Linked DNA regions of Mus musculus: region 1 is linked to region 2. Evidence: chromatin contacts called from public HiChIP or PLAC-seq data. All regions are on one chromosome and are shown on one strand. Each heading gives the region's core, a stretch centred on a gene start, on an enhancer-like site or on the middle of the called end of the contact. The rest is flanking DNA. Distances are from core to core; before and after follow the strand shown.

The links. HiChIP or PLAC-seq counts read pairs in DNA pulled down with a chosen protein or histone mark.
Region 1: a contact with region 2 is called in an HNF4G HiChIP or PLAC-seq map of pancreatic cancer cells. The contact joins the enhancer-like site here to the promoter of Il17rc in region 2. A contact is called at or near these places in 3 of 39 promoter capture datasets (the C10 cell line, the HPC-7 cell line and embryonic stem cells), 3 of 115 datasets of contacts at active chromatin or transcription factors (embryonic stem cells, microglia and pancreatic cancer cells) and 2 of 9 other capture datasets (adipose tissue and liver).

The regions. Positions count from the first base shown.
Region 1 is chr6:113,667,085-113,670,042 of GRCm38.p6, forward strand. All of the region lies in intron 3 of Irak2 (interleukin-1 receptor-associated kinase 2), which reads left to right. Among named protein-coding and RNA genes, the nearest start is that of Tatdn2, 28 kb to the right of the region's middle. Within about 2 kb of position 1,622, at least 232 of the 459 cell types and tissues checked have an H3K27ac peak or open chromatin away from gene starts, as enhancers often do. A contact at or near this core is called in adipose tissue, embryonic stem cells, liver and 2 more, where this site is marked.
Region 2 is chr6:113,470,143-113,472,940 of GRCm38.p6, forward strand. Il17rc (interleukin 17 receptor C) reads left to right here and starts at 1,313. Exons shown (of 18, transcript NM_178942.1): 1 at 1,313-1,645; 2 at 1,929-1,950; 3 at 2,089-2,241; 4 at 2,485-2,547; 5 at 2,636-2,745. The coding sequence starts at 1,541. It overlaps Il17re (interleukin 17 receptor E), which reads left to right. Exons shown (of 15, transcript NM_145826.6): 15 at 1-616. The coding sequence ends at 1.

The DNA of each region.
Region 1 (2,958 bases), core at 372-2,871, 200 kb after region 2:
AGGATTTGCTCAAGGTGATTTAACCATGGGGTTTGAGCACTTCTACCTCCCCCATACAGCCTACGCTGCTGTCCCAGAGCCTTGCAGAGAGCACTGTATGTGTGTCCAGCCTCTCATCTCCTGTAACCTCTGGCCTGCAAGCTCAAGATCCCAGAGCCATAAAATGCAGCTCACTGAGGAGCCCGAAGCTAGCCAGTCCTGCATGGAGCAGTCACTGTTAGGGGCTTGGGCCAGAGGTTGACCCACCAGTGCTTACATTCCCTCTCAGCCTCATCATTTCTGAGTTCCTCCATCTGTAAATGGGTAAGAACAGAGCCCATTGCATCCTATTGCAGAGAATCAGGCACCTTAGCTGGGTGGATGGTGTGTGTGTGTGTGTGTGTGTGTGTGTGTGTGTGTGTGTGTGTGTGTATGTGTGTGAATGAAAATTCCAGGCCAACATGGTTTCTTTAGGCATGTGCCTCTGCAGATACCAGAGCTGGTAACCATATGGATCTGTGTGAGGGGACAGGGAAATCCAGTTAAAAACAACTCCATAGCCAGTAGAAAGGTGTGCAAAACAACTGCCGATGGAAGCCACAGCTGGGCTGGAGAATGTTTCACTTCCCTCAGCTGTTCCTTACTTTCCTGCTACATAGTAATAAAAGACCACGCCATCCCTTCCCATAGTGAGAAGCAGGCTTTACAGACTCAGAGGCAGATAGATGTTAACACCTCACAGCCCATTGTCCTATTCTGATCTCCCCCGCAGGCCCAGGATCTCCAGGCATTCCAGAGCAACAGGTCCGTGGCCTTTACCGGATGCCTGGCTCCATATGATGTTTCTTTAGTCATTACAGGGGATGCGTGTGAATGGTCGCTCAGGTCTGAGTGCTTGGAAGACTGGAGTAGCTCATTTCTGGGCAGGCAACACCACCGGGCAATCAGGTCAGGGCTGGCTGTCCTGTCCTCACAGATTCTAGCTGGGTGGTGGGGGATAATGCCTTTAATCCCAGCACTTGGAGGCAGAGGAAGATAGGTCTCCAAGTTTGAAAAAAGAAAGAAAAGAAAAGAGAAGAAAAAGGAAGAAAAGAAGAGAAGAGAAGAAAAAGGAAGAAAAGAAGAGAAGAGAAGGAAAAAAGGAAAGAAAGAAAGAAAGAAAGAAAGAAAGAAAGAAAGAAAGAAAGAAAGAAAGAAAGAAAAAGTATGGCTTCTATAGCTCTTAAGGGGCCAGGGGAGAATCTAGTGTGGTCTAAGTCGGACCTGGAGTCAGACTGTGAACACAAGGACCTTGTGCTCTCTACAGTTTCTATATCCAGTTCCAAGCCAGGGTTGCATAATGAGACCCCATCTCAAAAAAAAAAAAAAAAGAAAAAAAAGAAAAAAGAAAAAAAAAAGGAGGAAAAGTGTGTGTGGAGGGGGCTGGCAGTTAATGCTAAGTCAAGGACTATTTCCTGTAACTAAAGATATCGAAGAAGGAAGGGGAAAAATGTGCTGACCTATGAACCCCAATTCCTGATAGGTCCTCAGACCCGGGCCAAACTGCTGTTCCTTTGCCAAAGGGAGAAAGATAATGAGAGGGGAGGTGGGGGAGGAGCGGGCGGGTGCCAGGGCCTCTCTGTACTTTCACCATTAGCCTTTGTGTGGCCCACATTCCTGAGTGGCCCTGGGGAGCAGGTGTGCCGGGGCCACTGGGCCTGTCCCTGCAGTCCCTCCCACAGAAGCGGAAGTTCTATTTCTGAGTTGAAACAGGAGGAGTTATTCTTTCCATTGATTACTGAGGCCACTCAGCCCTGGGAAAGCCCCAGATTTCAGGCTTGTGGTCTGTCCGGGGAAGTTGCTGTTTGAGGGCGTTTTTTATTTTAGAGGAAAAGTTTGGGCGCTTGGAGCGTTGTATTTTGAGGACTTTTATGTTGAGATGAATGGGTCCTGCGGTGTGTCCCCGACCTTCCATGAACCCGTGCAGCGCTCAGCAGACAGGAAGTTACACACTAGGCCCTCTGTGATCCACTGTGGCAACAGTGTATACAGTGTATGTAGTGTTTGCAGTACAGTGTGTGTGTGTGTGTGTGTGTGTATGGTGTATTGTGTGTGTGGTATGGTATGAAGTGTGTGTGTGTGTGTGATGCATGGAGTTTGGTGTGTTTATGGGTGTGTGTGGTGTATATTGTGTGTGTGGTATATGTTGTAGTATGTGTAGTTTCTTATTAAGAATCTGCAGTGTCCACACAGACAACGAAAGCAGTGCATTGAAGGCTCTGTGCTGCTGTCCAGGCTGCAAGGGTGGTCCATGGTTACTTCATCGGCTGGGCTGCTCTGCCTTGCCCGGCCATCCGGGGAAACCTTAGACAGTTCTTTGAAAACATTTAAAAAATGGAAAATCTTGGCCAGGTGGTGGTGGTGGTGCAAGCCTTTAATCCCAGCTCTCATGAGGCAAAGGCACCTTGGTCTACAGAGAGCTCCAGGGTAGCCAGAGCTACACAGAGAAACCCTGTCTCAAAAAACAAAAACAAGAACAAACAGACCAACCCACTCGAGTAGACGGTTCATGCTTCCATCAGCCGGCTTCAGTGATGATCAGACTTCTGGTGACCCAGCGGCCATTGAGGAACTGGTTCCAGAACTCCTTCCTGCAGGGTACCAGAGTCTATGGATACTTGAGTCCCTTCTGCAAAGTAGCATGATAGGTGCTTGATTCAGCCCTGGCTACTGGTACCCACAGGATGGAGGTGCCTGGGTATTTACCAAGTGAGTGCTGAGCCTCCCCTCCCCCTCCGTGCCCTTGATTTCCCCAGTCCTTCAGGCCACCCCAGGTAGAACAGCATCTGCTGTGGAACCACACTGGAGGTTTCTCTGTGTCCTCTGCCAGGCAGTGGCACAGGGGCAGCACAGGGGCATCCCCCATCATGTGACCCCGGCTGCTCAGGACACCTCCCACTTCCTGGTCTCCTCCTGTCATTCAAGATGACAAATTGCACC
Region 2 (2,798 bases), core at 63-2,562:
GCCTCAGCCTGTGTAGCAACAGCAGGAACTCCAGAATGAGGCCTCACACATGTACTCTTTGGGGGTGCTTCTTGTCCCCCAAACCGTAAGACTCACCTTAAGTCCCACACTTGACCAACCTCCCTCACATTTGCTCCCTCTTAGAGTTCCTGAGAGGAACTTGGGCTTTCCTGATAGGTCCTCAGCCCTTTCTGAGAAGGAGGGACGATTTTTCCATTTCTTTTCAAAACTGAAAAAAAAAAAAAAAAAAAAAAAGACAACCATCTGCATCGAGCACTCCAGTTCAGGCTGGAGGGCTAGGCCAGGATTGGAAAGCAGGGCCTAAGTGTCAAGCGCTTGAAGGGGGTGGGGGCGGGGGGAGGTGCTCTGCTCGGCAGAGTTGAGAGAAACCCCGTCAGCCAGGAGTCCCTCACCTTCCCCAGAGGGAGGCCTCGTCCAGAGGTAGTTTGATTTGTTTGTTTGTTTGTTTGAGACTGAAGCCCACTGTGTAGCCCTTGATGGCCTGGAACAAAGAGGTTTATCTACCTGCCTCTGTCTCCGGAGTGCTAGGATTAGAAGCCTACATCACCCAATTGGTAAGAGAGATGAATAAAAGCAAACGTAGTAGACACATTAAGGAACAGTGTGCTGCTCTTGTGTGCCTGGGCCAGTCAGGAAGCCTGCCCTAAGCTTGTTCTAGAACAGCTCACCAGCCCAAGTCCTTTCATTCCCACAAGCATTGCCTGTGAAAGGCAAGGGGGACCCAGTGCCTCCTGGATCCTCTCCTCACTATGATTCTTCCAAGAGCAAAGGAAAACCGGAAGCTAGGCAGCATGGCCATCGCTCTCCTCCAGTGCCAGCAACAGCTCGACAGAACTCAGCCCAGTAAGGGGTCTCCCGGGCCTCACTGCCCCTCCGTCTCCCCTGAACCTGGGCCAGGCAGTGGGGAGCTCACTTTCTGGTGCCCTTTGACAGCAGCCCGTTGTCTTCAGAGCTCCTGTTTCACGAGGGTCACTGTCACTGAGACCCAGGGAAGAACCTGAGCATAGTAAGAGGGGACCCAGTGGACCTTAGGATCCCAGGGTCATACAGGAAGTGGAAACACCCGGCATGCCACAAGCCTGGGGTCTTTCTGACCAGATCGATCAGAATCTTTGTTTTTTGGTGAGATCCGGGGTAGGAGTTCCTTTACACAGTAGTGAGTCCAGCTGTGCTGCCTTCCCAGGGCTCCTCCCAGCCAGGTACCAGCCAAGGAGGAGGAGGAGAAGCCACCACCCAGGTCCAAAGCTGCTGGCTCCTAAGCCTGGAGTTGGTGGGAGGGACGGGACAGGGCGGGGCGGGAACAGCCACTGCCTGCTGGGAGCCAAATCGAAAGCACTCCAGCTGAAACTGGGCCTGGAGTCCAGGCTCACTGGAGTGGGGAAGCATGGCTGGAGAGGAATTCTAGCCCTTGCTCTCTCCCAGGGACACGGGGCTGATTGTCAGCAGGGGCGAGGGGTCTGCCCCCCCTTGGGGGGGCAGGACGGGGCCTCAGGCCTGGGTGCTGTCCGGCACCTGGAAGATGCCTGTGTCCTGGTTCCTGCTGTCCTTGGCACTGGGCCGAAACCCTGTGGTCGTCTCTCTGGAGAGACTGATGGAGCCTCAGGACACTGCACGCTGCTCTCTAGTGAGTCTGGGACTATGGGAGGCTGGGAAAGGCTCAGAGTTAGAGTTCAGTCTCTGCCTCATCACAGCCCGAGTCTGGCTCCTGTCACTGCCTCTATCAGAACTGCCCTGTCTGGTCTGTCTGGTGCTGATGGGGGAAGAGAAGATGGAAAGGGGACAAGAATTGGTCTTTTCTTCAGGGAAGGGCTTAGGACAAGGAGCGCTGGAAGGAGATAGGCAGTGGCTAGGGGGCTGTCAAGCAAGGAAAGGCGCTTGAATTGAATTGACTTTTTCTTCCTTCCCAGGGCCTCTCCTGCCACCTCTGGGGTAAGTATTGCTACTTGAAAAGAATGACTTCCAGGCGAGCTGAAGGGAAGCAACTGCTGGCGCTCAGCCTGGAAGCTCCCCTGCCCTCTGCAGGTATCACAAACCAAACCAGCTTCCACCCCACCCCTTCACACCCAGATGGTGACGTGCTCTGCCTGCCTGGAAGCCTCCAGTCTGCCCCAGGCCCTGTGCTAGTGCCTACCCGCCTGCAGACGGAGCTGGTGCTGAGGTGTCCACAGAAGACAGATTGCGCCCTCTGTGTCCGTGTGGTGGTCCACTTGGCCGTGCATGGTAAGTGAGGAAGCCCGCCCGTAACTGAGTGCACACATAAGCCTGTCTGGGGAAGGCATGAGGATTGCAGACTCTGGGGACATCTGCAATGTCTAAGATACTGGTCCAGGTACCTCCAGGCCAGCCTGCTCTCCCCCAGGCCTCTGCTTATGCGCCATGGCATCTATGCAAGGGAATCTAAGCCCGAACCAGCCCAGAGCAGATGCCCGACTTGGGCTTTGCTCTCTTCTCTGCTTCTTGCAGGGCACTGGGCAGAGCCTGAAGAAGCTGGAAAGTCTGATTCAGAACTCCAGGAGTCTAGGAACGGTGAGGAGCCAGCTGGCCCAACTACTGCTTCTAGTCAGGGTCTTTCCCGTGGCCCATGGCCTGGCTGACCCCTGCTTGTTGCTCTCAGCCTCTCTCCAGGCCCAGGTGGTGCTCTCCTTCCAGGCCTACCCCATCGCCCGCTGTGCCCTGCTGGAGGTCCAGGTGCCCGCTGACCTGGTGCAGCCTGGTCAGTCCGTGGTATGTGAAGGGCTCCTCCTGAGGAGAAGAGCCACCTCCAGAATCCCAGATTC